2 separate regions of the Rattus norvegicus genome follow, and region 2 is linked to region 1. Evidence: chromatin contacts called from public Hi-C data. All regions are on one chromosome and are shown on one strand. Each heading gives the region's core, a stretch centred on a gene start, on an enhancer-like site or on the middle of the called end of the contact. The rest is flanking DNA. Distances are from core to core; before and after follow the strand shown.

The links. Hi-C and Micro-C count contacts between places; a contact is called where the count stands out from the background.
Region 2: a Hi-C map of Schwann cells shows a contact between it and region 1, with 2.1 times the contacts expected there. The contact joins two enhancer-like sites. A contact is called at or near these places in 2 of 12 Hi-C or Micro-C datasets (the Rat2 cell line and Schwann cells).

The regions. Positions count from the first base shown.
Region 1 is chrX:13,436,031-13,440,867 of GRCr8, forward strand. No RefSeq gene overlaps it. Among named protein-coding and RNA genes, the nearest start is that of Rpl37al2, 23 kb to the right of the region's middle. Within about 2 kb of position 2,226, at least 46 of the 93 cell types and tissues checked have an H3K27ac peak or open chromatin away from gene starts, as enhancers often do. A contact at or near this core is called in Schwann cells, where this site is marked.
Region 2 is chrX:13,513,604-13,518,440 of GRCr8, forward strand. No RefSeq gene overlaps it. Among named protein-coding and RNA genes, the nearest start is that of Rpl37al2, 55 kb to the left of the region's middle. Within about 2 kb of position 2,643, at least 11 of the 93 cell types and tissues checked have an H3K27ac peak or open chromatin away from gene starts, as enhancers often do. A contact at or near this core is called in Schwann cells, where this site is marked.

The DNA of each region.
Region 1 (4,837 bases), core at 976-3,475:
ATCTCAGCGGAGCTACCGTGACCCACACAACACACAGCATGGTCAGGCCCCACACTAGATTTTTGAGCCAAATAAATGACCACTAACCCCAGGGTAGCTTAGCTTAGTAATAAGTAACAAGGTAACTCAGACATAGCAGACTGCACAAATCTTAAATGTTCTTTTTATATGTTTATAAAACCATGTAATTGCTAACTAGGTTGCATAGAGAAGGTCTGCATCTCTCTAAGACAGTTCTCTAGATAAATAGTACCTGAACTCTGAGTCTACTGCCTAACATTTATTATTATTTTTTTTTCAGAGATGTTTCCAAACTTAACTGAATGAAAAATACTCTCTTCAGCATCCTTGGATGAAGTCAGCACTGGCTCTGGTGTGTAGGCCAGGAGAGTGGAAGGTCGGTGGAAGACAAGCAGACTTCAATCTGTAAGCACTGGGAAGTAGGCTGGCAGGAAAAAACTGATCTGCTCTTAAATCTGTCAGCAAAGTCGCCTTGTAAAAACCAAGCGCAAGAGCCAAGCACAAGAGCGTGGGGTGCTCTCTTAGTACCTGTGATCTACCTGTGGTCAGTAGCACCCCGAGGCCTAACTTGTCCCCATCCCAAACAACAGAGGCCGGTAGAGGCTTCGGGGGTGGGGTGGGGTGAATCTTGAAACTGGGTGGAGAGAGGACCCCTCCCTCTCTTCCCAATCTGGTTCACCAATTGCTTTATTCCAAACTGTGCGCTGATTTCCATTAATCACACTTGGCCCTAATTACCCTGGAGCAACCATTCTTCCCCTGGCCTGGAGCTGGAATTTTAAGGGGCGACTGACAAAGCAGGTCCGGGGGTCCGAACAATAGTGGTAGCTTCAGGAAAAGGCTGGTGAGGTGTCATCCATCCCCAGTCCTTTCCTTCTAGACTGTGGAAGTTCCAGGCCTGCTGGTGATCTCCCCAGGTAGGAACCCGAGTTCCTCCACTAAATAGATTTTCCTTTTGTTGTCACATTAATTTGCAACTCATTAATAGTGACAGAAGTGAGGTACTGCAACGATGTCATTTGCATATTCATGAGTGACTTATTATTAAACAAATAAGATTTTCCTATCTTCGCAGCACCCAAAGTAAGGCTGAACAGTACATTACACCGGCCCCGTGCTTTATTCTCTCTTTAATATGTTAATAGATGCAGTTGATTTCTTTAAGTAAATACGCATCTATAAAACAACACGTACTTTATAAAAAAGAAATTTAAATAATAATCCATTAGCAAAGTTGGCAACAATTTAAGAGGAACAACCCATTAATACTAACGCGTGGGAATCAATTTTTAACTCGGGTGGTGGGTTGGGACGATTGAGGGGGAGGACCTGCAAGTGTTGTGTGAGCTTCAAAAAAAAAAAACAAAAAACATTTTAGTGAGTTTCAGGAGACAAGGACTGAGATCCTTTACATCTTTCGGGCGCCGGCTCCCGGTAGGTGGAAAGCTGTCCGAGTCTTCACCTCCACATCTGCGTTTTCCCTGCGTCCTCTGAGATCCGAGCAGTGGGCTGACATCTAGCACGTGGCTTTTCACCGGGCCCCTAGGCTGCCCTAGCAGCACAGGGTTAAGCGGGGTGGGGGTGGGGCAAGGCCTGGCGTCCAGGAGCTTCTCCCACCCTGGCCGAGGCTGGGGCTCTCCCCCTCCTGTCCTCCATCCCCGGGCACCGGCTTCATCACAGCCGATTCTTTCCAGCTGGGGTCAGGGTGGCCTCCCCCCGCGGTGTCGCGGAGCTCAGGGCCAACCGCGCACTCTTATCTCGGCCGAGTCAGACACTCGCCGCGCGGAATCTGTTGACATTTACTATTGTTCGCAGGAGTCCCGAGCGCCGGGCGGGAGCGGGAGGGGCGAGGCGAGGGAGGGCGGCAAGTGTGAGGCCAGCGCTCCACGTGTGTGTGCGCGCGCGCGTGCTCGCCGAGGAGGTGGGGAGGGCCGTCTTCTTGGAAAATAAAAGTGGCCGGCGGGCCCGGAAGCTTCCAAGCCGGCTGAGCAGCCCACGCCGGGAATTGAAGTGGTGGCGCGCGGGGGTGGGGTGGGGGGAGGTGGGTGCAGGAAGGAAGACCGGGCAGCGGGCCGTGGGCACCGCGGGGGAGGGGTGGGGACGGCTCCAGCCGCACGGCCCCCAGTGACCCACAGGACACAAGTGCATTTGTGCCTAGCCGTGGTAGGGATTAAAGTGCCATACGGCCCGAGCGAGGGGGGTGAGGCGGGTAGAAAACAACCCGCGCGCACAAAGCGCGCATTGTTCCAGCCACCTCCATTATGCCGCGCTGCAGCCAAGAGCCTGTTTCGCAACTGCCGTCCCGGCGATCGGGCGCGCGCGCGCGTACACACACACACACACACACACACACACACACACACACACACACACACACACACACACACACACACACACACACACACACACACACACAATCTACCTCCCTGGCCAAGGCACTGAGTGCGTGACTGGAAAGGGCTGCCGGGGCAGGGCTGTGAGTAATGGGGACTCGCGGGTATCTTGAAGAGCTCGGTTGAGCTCTTTAAGGGTTTTCGTCCTCGTCTTCTCGGCACTTTTCGTTTTTCTGGCTCCTGCCCCGAGCGCACCCCGGAGCGAGGAACTTCCCCTGGGGAGGAGGCGACGGCGGGGGTGTGAAGTGGAGAGGGCGCGCTCTCAACCGCTGTCACCCGCGGATCGCAGCCCCAGGCGCACAGCGCTTGCTTGCTCTGCTGAAGACACGTGCGCAGAAGGAACGGGGACAGCATCCTTGCTTTCCAAGGAGAGGCTCCCGGAGCACCCACTCCAAGGCTTCCTGGCACTCGGGGACTTCCCCGTGTCGGGAGCGGAAGCTGTGGAATCCCGCACAGCGCTGCTTGGCCTGCTGGTGCGTGCCTGCCAAGTGGGCCAGCTCAGTCTTCTTTACACTAACCACGCAGGGCCCAGGCCCTGGCCTCCACCCGCTGTGGCATTAAGCTCCCCGTTTAGGCACACTGAGAGGGAATTTAAGCCTTGGCAGCATCAGAAGGTTCCGTCTTTAGGTGCAGAGTAGGGGGAGGATTAGAAGCCACCCCACTTTCCAGAACCCTTGCTGAGCCCTCTTGTAGGCAGGTGGGGACCGAAGGCGCTCAGGCTCCGCAAGCTAGCGAAGTCTGGTTTCCTTTACGTTTTACAAGCTATAAATAAACTTCCCCTTGGGCGGATGAGCGCTGCGTCCAAGGGCGGCTTCTCGCCGAATCCGGCGGGCGGTTTACGATCTGGGCCAGGAGCTGGTCTTAACGCGGCCTGAGCCCAGGGTGGGGCGATGGCTCAGGGAAAGCTCAGAGGTCGTCCAGGAGTGGTCGAATGACCCTCCTCTTCCCCGCCGGGCTGAGGCGCCTCAGCTTTGAGGCCTGGGGGTGGAGCTGGTTGATTTATGAGCCGTCACCCCACCCCGCCCCTCCCGTTTCACTTGTTTTCCTCATCTTCTCTAGCTCTAGCCATGTTCCCAAAGCCTCACCCCGCAACCATGCCCAGTGAGGATTTGGCAACATCGGGCGGCTAGAGCACTGGCCGGGGGCCCCGGGCGAGCAACGGGGTGCAAAGGGTACGAGTGAAGCCTTTGGTGTTTTTTCACCCCCCTGTACCTTAGGCAGCCTAGCAGGACAAAGCTGGGTGGCCAAAGCCTGAGAGGCTGAGATGAAGGGCTGGCCTCTAGGGGTGGGGCAATCCCAAGCCTTTGGGGTAGATTCCTGACTTTCTCAAGGTCATCGGGCTGGGGGACTAGGACCATTGGCTCATACCAGAGCAGTAGCCAGGGCACCAGTTAACACCTTGCCAAAGGTCTTCATATCACCTCATCTTTAAGGCTGTTACGTTTCCTAAGGAGGTAGAGACGCAGCAGCCATAAAAGACAGGGCAAGGAAGCCACCCTGGGTCCCAAGACTGCTTTTCGTCGAGCGAGTGCAGGTTTGCTCTGCTCTGATGCTCGCACTGTCTAAGTAGGAGGCCTGGCCTTCAACACACAGGTAGACGGTGTGTGGATGTGGGCCTAGGCCGGAAGTGGAGTGGAGGTGACTCAGGTAGTTGGCTACCTTCTTTCCATCTGAGATTTAGGAGAGGTGAGTTGGGCAAACACAAGTGAAGGTCCTCTTTAGCCTGGGACAGCATTGCCCCTTTGCCCTCTGTAGCTGGTGGCAGAGGGATTCCTGGTGGCATTAATCTCAGGGCTGGATCCTAACCTTGATCTCCGGGGACACCTTCCTCCTCCTCCTCCCCATTCTCAAGGTCCAAAGTCACAGGGTACTGGCGCCCCACCACCACCACATACATGGATTTGGGGAAAGTCAGGGGTCTAAAGAAGGGGACCTTTGGCAAGGTCTCCATTGTTTGGGGGTGGGGGCTGGGAAGCTGACTCACTCCGAGCACAGAGCAATGCAGAGTGTTTTCTCGGCAGCCTTTACCCGAGTGCTTTATTTAGACAGGCTTTATTTACAGTACACATGTTTTCAGCTCGTTAATCTGGAGGCGGGAATGGAAACTGGGCAGAGCTTTTCTCCCCCGTGAGCGTCCGCCTTTAGAAGGGGTTGAGGATCCGGAGCAGCCTCGAAGGATTCCGTTCTTGATTGTCTCCCGTGTTCCTCAGTAAGATCATATGTAAGAAAACTGAATGGAGCAGAAGAGGGTGCTGGGAGACCCACAGCGAGCCAACCCTCCCACAGTACTCTCTTACAGATGCAGGACACCAGGAGGGAAGTGAGACATCCCCATGACCACTTGACAAGAGTTCAGAGTGGGCAGGACAATAGAAGGTCACAGGGCCAACAATCAGTTTAGTGTGAGAAATCTGAAGTCAGTC
Region 2 (4,837 bases), core at 1,393-3,892, 78 kb after region 1:
AACTGTCAAATGGTCCTAGCCCTGAATCTCTAAGCCTTCTATTTCAGGCTCAGGACCCCACAAATAAGCCCCACTTGCTTTTCTTCCAGTCTTTCCTAACCCTCTCCATGAGTTCTGTACACACCTGGAGTCTAGCTCGATACCTCAGAAATCCAAGTTCTGGCTTCATTCTACTTGTTGTTCTACTTGTTTCAACAGCACCTCCCACCCCACCCCAACCCCGGCGGTCATCTGTTCTTGCATATGAACCCGTCCAGTCTGTTCTCCACAGTGCAGCCAGAGGGACATGCCACAGCTAGCAAGCGAGGCAAATGCAATCAGTCACTCTCCCATGCTGGCCCGCCAGGACCTTGAGTCATGCGCACTATTTCCCCTTCAAGCTGCACAGCATCTACACCTCTAGTCTCCATGCAGGCACTGCTGCTGGAGCGAATATCACGTCAGACTCAGACAGCACTGCAGTATGCAGAGTGTTGGACCGTTTGTTTCTCATCACTTATGTTTAGAACCTGCACTAGAAGGCTTAGTGATTCAGGGCTAGGATCATCTGAGGGTTCACAGGATGCACGGTGGGTACCCAGATGTGTTGAAGACCAGGAGCTTTATTGGAATATACATGGGCCCTCTGAGCTTGCTCAACTTCAGGCCAGCTCCCCCACTCCACCTTTCAGAGACACTGTCTGGCTGTGTAGCTCTGGCTCTCGAATGTCTCTTGTGCCCTGTATCCTTTCCCTTGTATTCTGGGCTCTGCCACTTCCCACCACTTCTTGGAAGCCTCAAGCCTTTTAGGTGAGCTCTTCTCCCATTCCTCTCCCTGACTAATTCCAGCTCTTTGGCTGGGGTGTCACTGATGTCCCCAACTCCAAAATCAAAACCTGCATGTGATGGCTTTTGACTTCCTGTGATGGGTTGCAGCCAGCCCCAGGTGAAAGCCTTGTCTAAAATTACTTTGAAGCACACGGACAAATTGTATGTGAAACATAAGGGAATTGTGAGCCCAGGCTTAGTTCTTATCTCCAAGATAACTCATTGCACACATGCAGAACCTAACAAAGCCCATCTATGAAACGCTCTGGTTCTCAAACCTCTGAACAAGGACCCTCAGCCTGTGTCCTTTCATGGTTTCTGCTGCTGTCGCCCATAGTGCCTCCACAGCTTTTCTTCAGGCTGCCTTGTGTGGTTGCTTAGTTTCCATAATAAGAAACTTCCTGAGCTGGGGCAGCCAAGGTTGCTTGATTCTTTGCAGTATCGTCAGAGCTGATGAAGGCGCTAGAATAAACTCCCAGGATCTTCAGGCTCTTTTCCAAGAAGGTTGTGATTGGTTTGTGTAGAGTCATCAACACTGGGCCTTGTCTCCAGTGGTGAAGGGGCTTGGGGGAGGTGAGGTATGTGAGCTATGGAGATGGCCGTCTCAGGTGCGTCCAACCTCTGGCCCTCAGGCTAAATGTGGCTGCCTGTGATGGGGGATAGCTAAGAGTGGGTCCAACACAAACTTGCAAACTTGATTACAACGTGAATTTTTCTTTCTTTTCTTATTTTCAGCTCAATCCATGGCTTTCAAGAATGAACTTTGCACATGACAAAATCCTGTCATAAGGGCAAAAAGCTGGACATACCTGTTTCATGGACTGTGCTAGGCTGTGTGTATTCTTCCCCAGCTTTTAGTTTTTGAGACAGAGTCCTCCTATGTCGATCAGGGCTGGCCTCTAATTCACAGTGATCCTCCTGCCTTGGCCTCCCAAGTGTTGGGATTACACCTTCCCAACCTCTTCAAACTCAAATGCATCAGCCTTGGTGTTACAACCTGCAGGATGAAGCTGGCTGGGATTACAGGAACAGAGGTGACAATGCACACACAGAAAAGCCCGGCTTCGGGCTGGGGATGTAGCTCAGTGGTAGAGCGCTTGCCTAGCAAGCACAAGGCCCTGGGTTCGGTCCCCAGCTCCAAAAAAAAAAAAAAAAAAAAAAAAAAAAAAAAAAAAAAAAGAAAAGAAAAGAAAAGAAAAGCCTGGCTTGGGCGAGCCCTGCTTTCTGACAGAGATGCACAGGCAGCAACCTGGAAACTCAACCATTTAGTTATTATACAGAGCAGGAACACAGAGGGAAGGGTTAACTAGAGGGGGTCTCTGTATGGTAAGTCTCAGGCCACAGTCATTTGGGAGGAGGTTGGTACTTTCTGTGCACACGATTGGAAGGCTCTCCTATTCCTGAATCTGACCCAAGGAAGGCCTTGGCGTTCCCATGAGTCTGATGCATTGGAGGTACTTGAAATGGCTCCTCACATTGGCGTTTTGAAGGTTAGGTCAGGGCCCATGATGCACACACTCAGGCTGGTCAGAGTCCCACATGCTCCCGAGGGTCAGAATCTTATTTTGAAAATCTGCCCTGGGTTCCTCACATGCTTCCTCACACGCTTTGGGTAGCAAGATGGGGGGGGGGGGGGGCTGAGGAACAGGAAGCAAGTGCTTTCTCTGGGCTGATGGCTGCCTCTGTCACTCTTCTGCCTCCCGAGGGCCGGGCCTTATTAGAATGCCTCCATCCTGAGTCAGGCCGGAAGTTGCTTGCTCTGGTGTAATTACATTAAGCCTCCGGGATGGTGATGTGGGGCAGCTTGCCGCAGTGTTTTGCAGGGCAGTCTGCATTCTTGGTGTCTGGGTCAGCCTGCCTTCACAGTCTGAGGCCTCCAGTGCTGGGCTGGGCATAGGGACAGTTCTCCTTGCCAGCTCAGGTCTAGCTGCAGAGCTCTCCAGGCCAGTAAGCAGCTAGAGCCAACTTCTGGTTGCCTAAATCCTCCTGCAGGGCAGCCAGCAGGAACCTGTGTGGAAAGGCTAGGCAGAGCACCCTTCTCAGTCTGCAGGAGCTCCAGCTACTGGCCAGGGGGCATGGGCTTCTTAGCCTGCTTTTTGCTTACAGACACTGACTAAGCTGTTTGTGTTTATACACACACAGCTGCTCTTGGTGTCTATGTGTCGAACCTTACTCTCACCTTAAATGTTTAAAAATAACATCATTTGTAAGCAATGCCAAGTTAGCATTAGGACTGAATCTCACACCCCATACCCAAATAAATACCAGTTGGATAAGAAAGCAAGACAAGGGCTGGGTAAAATACTTGCTTTGCAAGTATGAGGACCCAAGTTCAGATCCCAGCATCCATGTAAAAGCTGGCGTGGTGTTATGTGACCGTAACCATGGGGCTTGGGGAGAGTCACAGGCACAGATGGATCCAGGGGGCTTCCCAGCCAGCTGGCATAGCCAATTGGTGAGCATCGGGTTCTGTGAGAGACCTTGTCTGAAAAAATTATGTGGAAAGCATTAAAGGTAGACACCGGATGTTAACTTTTGGCCTTCACATGCATCAACATGGGAGAAACCACACACACACACACACACAAACACACACACACACACACAAAGACACACACACACAAAGACACACACACACAAAGACACACACACACACAAAGACACACACACACACTACAGACATAATAAAAAAAAATCTTGAAGATCAAGCCAACGCCGTTTTGAAATCTCTTAGTGGACTATTAGTTGAGAGGGTAGCATGCATCACTGGTGTTTTCTCCGAAGATGCCCAACCTCCCACATAAGCAGAGCTAAGTGCAAACGGGACATAGCACGCTGCTCCTTTCTTTTACATTTGCAGAAGAAAAGTATCAGAGAAGACAGAAAGGGACAGACGGTGGCCATGTGAGCTGGAACAGCATCTTTGGAGAACAATTCAGCCATATCTATACACATTTAAGTGTAGTTTAGAGCCTATAGCCCAGAATTTCTATTGTTAGAGCCAGTTCCTTCAAACCTACCCCAGCACATAGTGTTTTCTGGAATCACTTTATGCTCACAAACTGGGAATAACCTTTATGGTCAACAGAAGGGGAGGGTTAAATAAACAAAGCATACCTGTGTCACGAAATACTGCAGAATGACTGAAAACAATAACATAGACAGATATGGAAAATTCTCCAAAGAAATGAAGTGAAAAAAAATCCAATTGTAAATCCATATGTATAGCATGAGCTCATTTATGTACAATGGTCCCCGTGTGCTCAGACTCTGATGGACTCCCCCCAGGGAAGGAGAGAAAAGGGAAGTCTCACCTTTTGTTCCTTTTCTTTTTCCTGGGAATTGTTTGGTTTTTTTATAAGCACATCTTGCTTTGTGAATTAAAACTAGACAACATTTAAAAAACATTCCAAAAGCAAGGCGTACCTTTGTAAAAGGCGAAGGCGACACAGTGTGGGTTGGTTCTGCCTACTGAGCTCGTTTTGCTTCACCTGCTCTCAACGTCCCTTTTTAAAACAGGATCTCACTCTGGAGCCCAGACGGACCTCATATCCGCGATCTTCCTGCCTCAACCTCCCAATATTGGGATTACAGACACCATCATGCCTGGCTAGAATTAAAACAAAAACAAAAACAGCAGCAACAACAATAACCACAGACAAACAAAAACATAGCAGATTCTTTTTTCTGAGACAGGGTCTAATCTCAGACTGCGTGGATATTGACTTTGAACCTCTGACTCTTCGGCTATGTGGTGATGAGGGTTGAACTCAGATCCTTATGCTGACTGCACCACTTCCCCAGTTTCCTACTTACTAGGCTTCACTGTATCTCGGGCTGGACTTGAACTCACAGTCCTCCTACCCCGGTCTCTCAGTCTCAGAGACCACAGGATCTACGTTTCGGATTCAGAAGTCAGGAAGCCGTCTTAAATTTGAGGAGGGCTTGCCAGGAGCCAGAGTCGAGGAGATGGGCTGCCTTTGGGGGCTCTCAGGGATTTCTGAGTTCTCTGGACCTGCCCTTGTCCCTC